2 separate regions of the Arachis hypogaea genome follow, and region 2 is linked to region 1. Evidence: chromatin contacts called from public Hi-C data. All regions are on one chromosome and are shown on one strand. The core of a region is the stretch at or near the end of the contact, and the rest is flanking DNA. Distances in the headings are between cores, read along the strand shown.

Region 1 (4,938 bases), core at 1,336-3,835:
AGATGTAAGTAAGAATGCCAATAAATTCAACTTAATTACCTAGGTGTATTAAAAATGACAGTGATTCACAAACAGATGAAGTGATTTCTGTGAATGGATAGAGGAGTTAGTTATTCTGAGGGAAGTGTGCAGAAATGATAATATTACCAAACCTCCAAATTTCAACACTGGACCCTACAACTTGCGTGGACCATGTCCATGAGTGTAAGTATCTTCATCAAAACTTACCACCCAAAAATTCCACCGCCAGCTAGCTACCCCACCCAATACCCAATTAGCCACAGAAAGCATCAACCACAAACAATGCAACAACCTAAATGCAAATAAAACAAAACAAAACAAAACAACCAAGGAAAACCAAAAGAGAAACCTTACCGTGCATTTGAATATTGACAGAGAAGTTCAAAGACAGTAATTTCAAGAGAAAATAAAAAAATTCAACAAACATTTAGTGAATTTTCTCTTCTATCTCATTTTAAAAAAGAGTTAAAAATTGCATTCGAGAATTTTGTTTACCCTAATTAAAAAAAAAAATCGACTCCATATTTATTATTTTTTAAAAATATTTAATAAACCAAAAACAATCATAACTTATTAATTATTATAATAATTAATAAATATTAAATAAAATAAATTTTGCCTGATTCTAGCATTACTTTTTACTTTTTTTTGTCTTAATTTCTGTACTCCATATATATATATAAGCTAACTGGTTTGAACAATAATTAAGCTTACCATGAACAAGATTGAAAAGGCTTCCATTTGGCTGATAATCATAGATGACAAGCCTCTCGCCCTTGGACTGAAAATAAGCCCTCACCGGAACCAAATTCGGGTGCCGAAGAGCACCAACCATCTCCATGTGCCTCTCAAACACCTCTCCGCTCATCGCTGCCGTCTTCCCGGCGTCCATTCTCTTAACTGTCAGGATCAGCCGCGAATCAAGAACCGCCTTGTAGGTGGTCCCCACGCTCCCCCTCCCAAGAAGCTCTGCCGACGCCCTCATCAGCTGCTCCAGCGTGTACGGCTGCACTTCACCGTAGCAGAATATCAACTTCCCACTCTTATGCGCCCTCTCTATCTCCTCTATCCTCTTCACCTTCATCATTGAAAGGACGTCGTTTTCGTTTTCCCTTTCCCTCACCAACTGCGCAGGGTTATTTCTTCCTGTTTCAACCTCCAACGCCGTCGTTTTCTCCGTCTCAAATTTTTCCCCGAGCATTCCCCCTTGCTTGTTTCTATTCTTCTTCCTCGCCACCGCAACCACGGCAAGCCCTGCGCCGACGAGAACCGCGGCCGCGACGGAGATTCCGAGAACCAATCCACTGCTCTTGTGCTTCCTTTCCTTGATCGGCGAATGAACCACCACGATCCCCTGCTCGCTCTGCCCTAGCGGCGCGGCGGAGGACGTGGCAGCAGAAGAGCCACCGCCACCGAAGAATCTAGAATGCCGATCGCATGGCTTGTGGATAATCTCTCCGCAGAGGTCATTGTTTCCTGAAAACGACGGTGCATCGAACTTCGCGAGCGTGGGCGTAACAGGCACGGGACCGGTAAGGTTGTTATTCGAAACATCAAGCGTTTCAAGAAACGACAAATTCAGAGCAGGGAGAGTGCCGTTAAAGTAGTTAGAATCCAGCCGGAGGGAGATTAACCGGTCGAGCGAGTTGAGCCGAACCGGAATCGGACCGGCAAGCTCGTTATGCGCGAGTGAGAGAGTAACTAACCGATGAAGCGTGAGAACCGAGCGCGGGAACGTTCCGGAAAATCGGTTACGGTCGAGGAAGAGGGACTTGAGGTTTTTAAGAGGGGAGAGGTCAGGGATGGTGCCGGAGAGTGAGTTGTTACGGAGGCTGAGGACGCGGAGCTGGTCGAGGCGGGCGAGTGTGTCGGCGGCGAAGGTGCCCCTGAGAGAGAAGCCTTGGACGACGAAGCGAACCACTCTGCCTTGTGCGCACTTCACTCCTTGCCACTCGCAGTAGTCGTAGCGCTCGTTTAAGGCGTACAGTAGCCTGTTGTCGAGGTCTGCTTTTGACTTGAAGGAAAGCAGTGAAACGGCGTCGGATGGTAGCATTGTGTTTACTTCCGTTGAGGGACTGGCATCGGCGGTTAGCACCAAAATGAGGAGGAGCAAGAGTGAGTGGAGGTAATGCATTGTTTAGTCGTAATGTAATGTAATGTGTGCGCGTGACTGTGTGAGAGAGATTTGATTCTAGTGTCAGTGGGTTGGGTGGTGGTTTGTTTTGGATTGTTTGGTTTTTTTGGTGGGGGGAATCTGTGACATGCTTTGGAACGGAGAAAAGAAAAAGAAAGAGAGAGAAGCGGAGTATGAAGTGAAGGGAAGAGAAGTGGGTAGTGGGTAGTGGGTAGTGACTAGGGAGGAGTGAGTAGAGAGGGAGTGTGATTTTTGATTGGATGGAGGCGGAAGAGAAGTGCGGAGCAGCTGGACCTGAACTCTCCACTCACGTGAAAGTGGAGCGAGAGATTGATTATTGCTGTGGCAATTTGCCATGTGGATACTTTGCTTATTCGCATGTTTATGAAATTATTTTATTTGGTCACAAAAGTGTGCGGTTATTTAACTGTGTTAAATTTCTTTTTTTTTTTGGTCAAGTGGATTGGACAGCCTCCAATTCTAGGCATTAACCCCATGTTTTACACACCCACACAACACACTCACACACACTACATGGGTACTATGGGTTCTTGCAACATCCAGCCTCAGCTGGGATTTGAACCCGGGTGCAGCTTGATGAGAGGCGTAAAAATCCTCCATCTGTGCCAAGCCTCAGCTGCAACTGTGTTAAATTTCTAAGCAGTGTGTAGTGTGTTCAGACCTAGGAGTATTATTGGTTAAAAGAAAAAAAAGACCACTACTGTAATGTATTAAATAATTAAACTTTTTCAAGATTTAAAATAAATTTTTGCTTTTGTAATTTCTTAAGACAATAAGACCTAAGAGTTAAGAGTTAAGACATTTGTTTATGTAGTAGTAGTGTGCAAAACAGCAAAAGAGAAAAAAAAATGCTTTTCAGAATTTCAGACAACTATTAAATTGTCTAGTAGCTTTTACTTACAAGCAATTATGTGTAAGTTTTATTTTTATATTCTTTTCTTGACTTTAAAAATTCCACGCATGATTCATTTCACATAAATAAATAAAGCCCATCATTCATATAAAAACAGTAAAAATAACTTTTTTTAAATTATTTATTTGATCACAGTTAAAAAAACATGTTCTAAGAAATATGAGTTAATGATAAAAACGTAAACTATGAATAAAATTAAATTTATAAATAAATTAAAAAATTTAAGAAAATAAATAATTAAATTATCTAAACTAATAGTTTAAAATTAATAATTTTAATTAATATTAATTCAAATGATACTGAATTTTTTAAATTAATACAAAATATTTTTTTCAAAAATATAGATATTTAAAAATAAAAAAAGAATTATTAAAATATTATAAAAATTATAAATGAAAATTTAATTTGTAAAAAAAGAATTTTTAAAGAAAGAATTTTTGCCTTGTGGTTTGATATATTTGTGAGCCCTAGTGTTAATTTTAGTAATTTGTATGGATATAGCTTGAATTATTGTTGATTGGAGTTGAATTGAAGAATTGGTGCACTTGGAATTGAGAATTTTGGCTGAAACTTGTTGATTTTGGTGGCTAAGCTTGAAGGCTTGTGATGAGGAGATTATTTTGGTGATTTTGTGCTTGTGTGGAAATCGGCCAAGGTATGGTTTCAATTTTTTTTATTAAATAATATGTAATGTTATGGGCAACTTAGGGTAGTGGACCTTAAGATATGATTGAATTGAATGAATTGCAGAAATTGGTTAATTATTGTTGAGTTTGTTGTGGTGATATGAAGTTGATGATGATTATTGATGTTGAGAATGATTGATGATGATTTTGATCTTGAAGATGATTGATGGTGAGTATTAATGTTGATGATAAATGATGAGGATTATGAGTTTAAATAATGATATATTGATGAATAATGAATGGGATAGATTGGAATGGTGTAAATGTGGTATAATTGAGAGTTGGATTGATAATTGTTGAAATTAGTGTATAATGAGTTGATGAGGTGAGAATAGAATGGTTTAGGTGTTTAAATACTTGAGAAATGATGGAGGTTTGTTTTGGCATTGAATTTGATGTCGTTGGTTTGATTGTGGTTTGAGTGTTTAGGAAACTAGAGGATTTTACAAGTTTTGGTAAAAATCTATTTTTGACGAATTTCAACAAGCCATAACTTGGCTTCTGAACTCCCAAATTTAATGAAACTTATTTTGAATGAAAATTAGGTTCGTAAAGTTTATGCCGTTCAAAGAACGAGTGAAAAATGATTTTTAACAAAAAAGTTATGCACGTTTGAAGTTTTGTATAAAAAACTAAATTCTGCAGCAAAACAACTTTTTATGAAAAATTGGAGGCATGTGTACGTGGAACAGGCATGCATACGTGAGGATGAGACTCTGCCCAACACTCATGCGTGTACGACATTGGGATGCGTACGCGAAAATGCCAATTTTACACCCATGCGTATGCGACCATTGGCGTGCGTACGCGAGAACCCGTTTCTGTTTCAAGCGTTCACGTACACAGACGTAGCTCGCGTACGCGACATTGTTGTTTTGAAGCTCATTCGTACGCGGGAACGGTCATGCATATGCATGACCCCTGTTTTGCTGAAAATGTAATTTTTTGTGTTTTTAATCACTTCTCTAACTTTCTTAACCTCTGTAATTGCTTTAGGATCCCCTAGCTAGTAATTAGACTTTGGGATAAGGGAGAATACCATGAGTGAATTTAATTAGATATTTTCTATTTTAAGATTAGAGACAATGACTTAGACTTGGGAAGTTTTGTGGATAGAATAACTTGAGTGGATTGGCGGAGTGTTGAGTTGATGATGAATTGAG
Region 2 (4,938 bases), core at 1,047-3,546, 350 kb after region 1:
CAACAAAAATTTTTAACAAAGAATGAGATGAGATCTTGAAACGGAAGAATAAACTGAGATTTTGAAAATGAAAAATAAGTAGTATGATCCTAAACTGAGAGCAGTGTGATGCCAAAATTGATGGAGCTCAACGAAGAAAAAGAATAATAGAGTAAGTTGAAAACAAATGAATGTTATTTGACATTTGACATTTGTGATATTTGTCAAAAATATATATTAATTTTTACACTTAACTATAACTTTAAAAAAATCATGTTAAAATAGTTCTCTTTTCTTGTAGTGCAATAAATAAAACTGAGCAATAAGATTAAATTTCTGTTTTTTACACTAGTCCCTAATGCAGAAGATACCCACATTATATTAAACCTGCATCGATTCTAGAATAGAATACAAGTAATATTATCATATTTATAAAATAATATAATATTATAAGACTAGTAAAATTTATTATTTTTTAATATTTAATTAATTATTGTTTGAATTTTAAATAATGAATTTTAATAGTATAAAAATAAAATATTAATTTAAAATATATATTGATTAATATCAATAAAAATTATTAATTTTTTAGTATTTTTTAATAAAATATATTTGGAGTTTTTATTTGTGTAAAATTTTTTTGTTTGAAAAAAAAAACTGGTATTATTCATTTTTTATTTTTAATATTAAATTGATAAGAATATATATATATATATATATATATATTTTTTTTTTGTGACTGAAATAAACTAAACAAAGAAAAACAAAACAAATGCTTTGCTTAAATAGAGGGACAGTTCTTTTTAAGACTATTCTTAAACTCCTCCCAAAGTGAAGGAAGCTCTACATGAGAAAGTTGTAACTTCATCCTTATCTTTGCCATAGTATCTGCGACCGTGTTTGCATCTCTCGTAATCAAACGAAAGTCAACACGCCAATTTCAATACATGATATCTCTTATTTTGAGCACCAATGGATCAATAAACCCAAAATCATCTTGGTGATTAATAACAAGATTAAATGCTTTCACACAATCTGTCTCACAAATAACATCTCGTTGATCTACATCCCAAGCTAAGAGATATCCTCTCCAAATAGCAAACAATTCTCCTTGAAGAATACTATTACTTTCAATCATTCTCAAACACCCCCTTTGCGAACTCCCATTACAATCTCTAATAACACAAGCAAAACCAACACTATCACCCAAACCAAGATAACTAGCATCACAATTAATCTTGAAAATACCCATGGATGGGGATTCCAAAAACCATTTAGAGTAGAGGGAAGGAACATACGTTGTAATTCAAAAATATTCCTAAGCTCCTTTTCTGAAGTTAATGCCAGACAAATCACTTTTTCCGGAGGCCAAGTTTCATGAGGATTAAACATGTCATTATTCCTTACTCATCATATCCACCAAAGTCCCGAAAAGAACTTGAACGGATGCTCTCTACTATGATACAAGAACCAGTTCTTCAAATCCAAAGGATGTTAAGAAATATGCAACCTATGCCATACAAGCTGAGCTTCTGGGCAATCCTGAATACAATGTAAAATCGATTCATGGTTAAAAAGACATCTTGGGCACCTATCCGATGACGACATCCCTCTTCTAAAGTAAAAACTTGCAGTAAGAAGAGCCTCCTTAAGACACAACCAAGCCAAAAACTTGTGCTTTTTCAGAACAAGCTGACGCCAAAGCTAAAGCCAATTCTCCTGCTCCTCCCAATCAAAAAGTTTCTTACACAACCACAAGTAACCATTACGTGAGTCATAGACTTTAACTGCATATCCAAACTAATACCAATCCACTTCCGAACCTGTTTGCACATCTGAACTGTAAGAGAGAATATTACTTTAATTATGAACGGTTAGGATGTTAATTTTAAATATAGTATTATTTAATTTAAAATAAGAAATAGGATTTTTTTATTTTAAAAAGTATAAAAATTAAATTATTTAATTTTTGAAATAAAAATATAAAAAAATATATAAAAAAATTATAATATTTAAGTATATTACTCATTTTATGTTTATAGATAAAAAAAATTAATCGTTAAAAAAAGTACTTAATTTGAAACTATAAAAATATTATTTATATAATAAAATTAATTATTATATATTTTTTATTTAAATATAAATATAATTTAATTAATTTTTAATATATATTTTATATTAATAACTGATTTTAACGGTTAAAAAAATAGGCCAATAAATTATAGCTCAAATGACCCCATACTTAATTAAGAAGTCACGGATTCGAACCTTCTATCTTTCAAAAAAAAAAAAAAAACGGTTAAAAGAAGAGGAGGCATGATTATAGGTGCCTTTGATGTGCATTACTCCATTTGTCTCTCTTTATAAGAGGCAATTGCCACCGCAGAGCTTGCATTGTATCACCGACCTCACCCGCAATACACAGAACACACAAAAGTCAGCGATGGCTACGGACTTCAGTTCAATTCCCCTAATTGGTAAAACTTTCATACCAGTTCCATAGCCATCAATCTCGATATTTTCAACCAATCATATCTTTCGATTTCATAGCTTCATTTGTGTATGTAGATAGAAATTAAACATAACTAATTATAATAATTTCGCTGATGGTTTTAGTTCAGTGTCCATGAATCAAGAATTTTGAAAGTTCAATTTTCATTATCACAAGTGATCAATTATGTTACAGTTGATGCCGAATTATTTACTTAATATACTTATAAATTCAGAGGATAAATTTAATTTCTTTTTGTTCTATCTAGATGTTAGTGCCCTTTTAGCCAAGTGTGATGACCCAAAAATGGGAGAGGACCCTGGTGTTCTTGAAGTTGTTAGACAGTTGGATAAGGCTTGCACTGAGGCTGGGTTCTTCTATTTGGTATTTATCTTTTATTTATTTATTTTTCTTCTTTTATTCTGTAGCTTGCTTTCTTGAAATATGAGATAAATTGGTAGGGTTCTCTACATCATAACGATTTCTGTGTTAGAATTGCTTATTTTACATTGACAGTAGGTTCAGTAGTCTTTGATGTGTAGATTCCAAATTTCTCTAGAATAAAGATTTTAATATTGCTTTGAAACTGAAATGAACAAAAAGAAAAAAAACGTTTAAGCAATAAATCTCATATACTAAGTTAACCTAACCAACTTGGGTTGGTCAAGTTGTTAGTTCACTCGTCTACTTAAGCAAGTGTCGGAGAGTTTGAATCCCGCTTTGTGCATGCAGCAACTCATTAGCTAGCAGCAAATCCTTAAATAAAGCTTCAATTTGCGACAGATTAGTATTTGGCCTATCAGGCTAAGTGATACCGTGGAAAACCAAAAAGGTTAATAATATAATCCCACAAGGATACATTCGAGGCAACTTCTAGTGAAGCTATTGCCATTTACAAGCATCTGAGTAAATAGAGTTCATATTAAATCAATAGAGGAATTAATTATTATTTGATTTTCTCTAAAAGTTTATTTTCTTGGCAATCCAAGGCAAGATTTTGCATTCCGGTTTTCTCCCTTGTCATCTTTAATCATTTCCTTTATTTTGGTTATTGTTTTGCTTAAATTCTATGGTCCTTGATTTACAGAAAGGTCATGGTGTTTCTGATGCTCTCCTTAAAGAAGTTAAAGACATAACTCGCAGATTCTTCGAACTACCTTGTGAAGAAAAGACAAAAATCAAAATGACTCCGGCTGCAGGGTTCAGGTTAGCCTGGATGCCGAATTCGCTTTATTTAGTTGTTAGATATAAGACGCCTTTGCCTAACAGCTTCTTCACCTTCTGGAAGAGTTAGTTCGTGACATGATATCAGATGTTTAGAACTTCGATGATTGATTGATCTCAAGATTGATCCTAGTTGTCATTTTCCAAAAATTGCACACAGAGTTTCAGCATATGGTTGGGTTGGCCTATACCTTCTGTTTCATCAGTATGGATCTTTCTTGAGGGGGCACGTCATTTTTTAAAACCATCTCTATGTATTTATCTAGCAGCATAAAGTTTGACATAGTTGATTTGTGACATTTTATTTATATGCATCACAGCACTTGCTATAAAAGCCTAACTTCTGATGCAGAGGTTACCAGAGGGTTGGAGAAAATATAACTAAAGGCACACCTGACATGCATGAAGCAATTGATGTAGGTATTACTAAGAATATAGGTCTATGTCAATGTTCTTTAGAGTCAATTTGATCATATTGTTTGAAGATAGATTCCCTCACTATACCATATCATTTTCTTTCTCTGATTGCTAAGCATAGTAGCTCTACTGATTGCTACATTTTTTCTTTGGCAGTGCTATAAGGAGGTGACAAGGGGCATGTATGGAGATCTTGGCAAAACTATGGAAGGATACAACCAGTGGTATGTGGAATCATGTTTATTTTTTATCTTTTTGTTTTTAATAATGCCTGCTTCACTGCTTTAGACGAATATCATGCCCAATAGACATAATTTCATGTATGCTTTTGCTTCTAGTCGCATATATCTTATGGGAATTTCTTTGGTGAAGAATAAAGTTGGGTGAAGAGTAGAGTTGGCAGTTGGGTGAAGAGCAAAGATTTTTCCTAAATTTATAGAGAACTTGTGAGAAGAAGACCGACAGAGTACCCAACAAGGAGGGTGGATGAGATGAAAGATGGATAAGGGGTGAAAGGCAGAAGAAGACCTAGAAAAACCATCCATGAGGTGGTCAAACAAGATCTACATATAAACAGTCTCTCTGTAGACATGATCTATGATAGAGCTCAATGGCGTCATTTGATTCATGTAGCCGACCCCACCTAGTGGGATAAGGCTTCGTTGTTGTTGTTATAGAGAACTTGTGCATTGCACATGATATATATTTTGTGACTTTTTCTATTATAAAGGAAGCAATCTTCACTCTCATTGAAAGGTACAATGCACCATAGCATTATCGATATCTTATTAGTCAAGATTCGAATATTGATCAAATTAGTTTCATTC

Evidence for each region. Hi-C and Micro-C count contacts between places; a contact is called where the count stands out from the background.
Region 2: a Hi-C map of leaf shows a contact between it and region 1, with 4 times the contacts expected there. The contact joins the promoter of LOC112720520 here to the promoter of LOC112720515 in region 1. A contact is called at or near these places in 2 of 8 Hi-C or Micro-C datasets (both in leaf).

The regions. Positions count from the first base shown.
Region 1 is chr11:20,796,169-20,801,106 of arahy.Tifrunner.gnm2.J5K5, forward strand. It overlaps LOC112720515 (probable inactive receptor kinase At5g67200), which reads right to left and starts at 2,586. Exons shown (of 2, transcript XM_025771481.3): 1 at 736-2,586. The coding sequence starts at 2,155.
Region 2 is chr11:21,150,688-21,155,625 of arahy.Tifrunner.gnm2.J5K5, forward strand. LOC112720520 (homoarginine-6-hydroxylase 2-ODD-C23) reads left to right here and starts at 2,297. Exons shown (of 12, transcript XM_025771484.3): 1 at 2,297-2,456; 2 at 2,739-2,854; 3 at 3,558-3,676; 4 at 4,047-4,110; 5 at 4,268-4,335. The coding sequence starts at 2,315.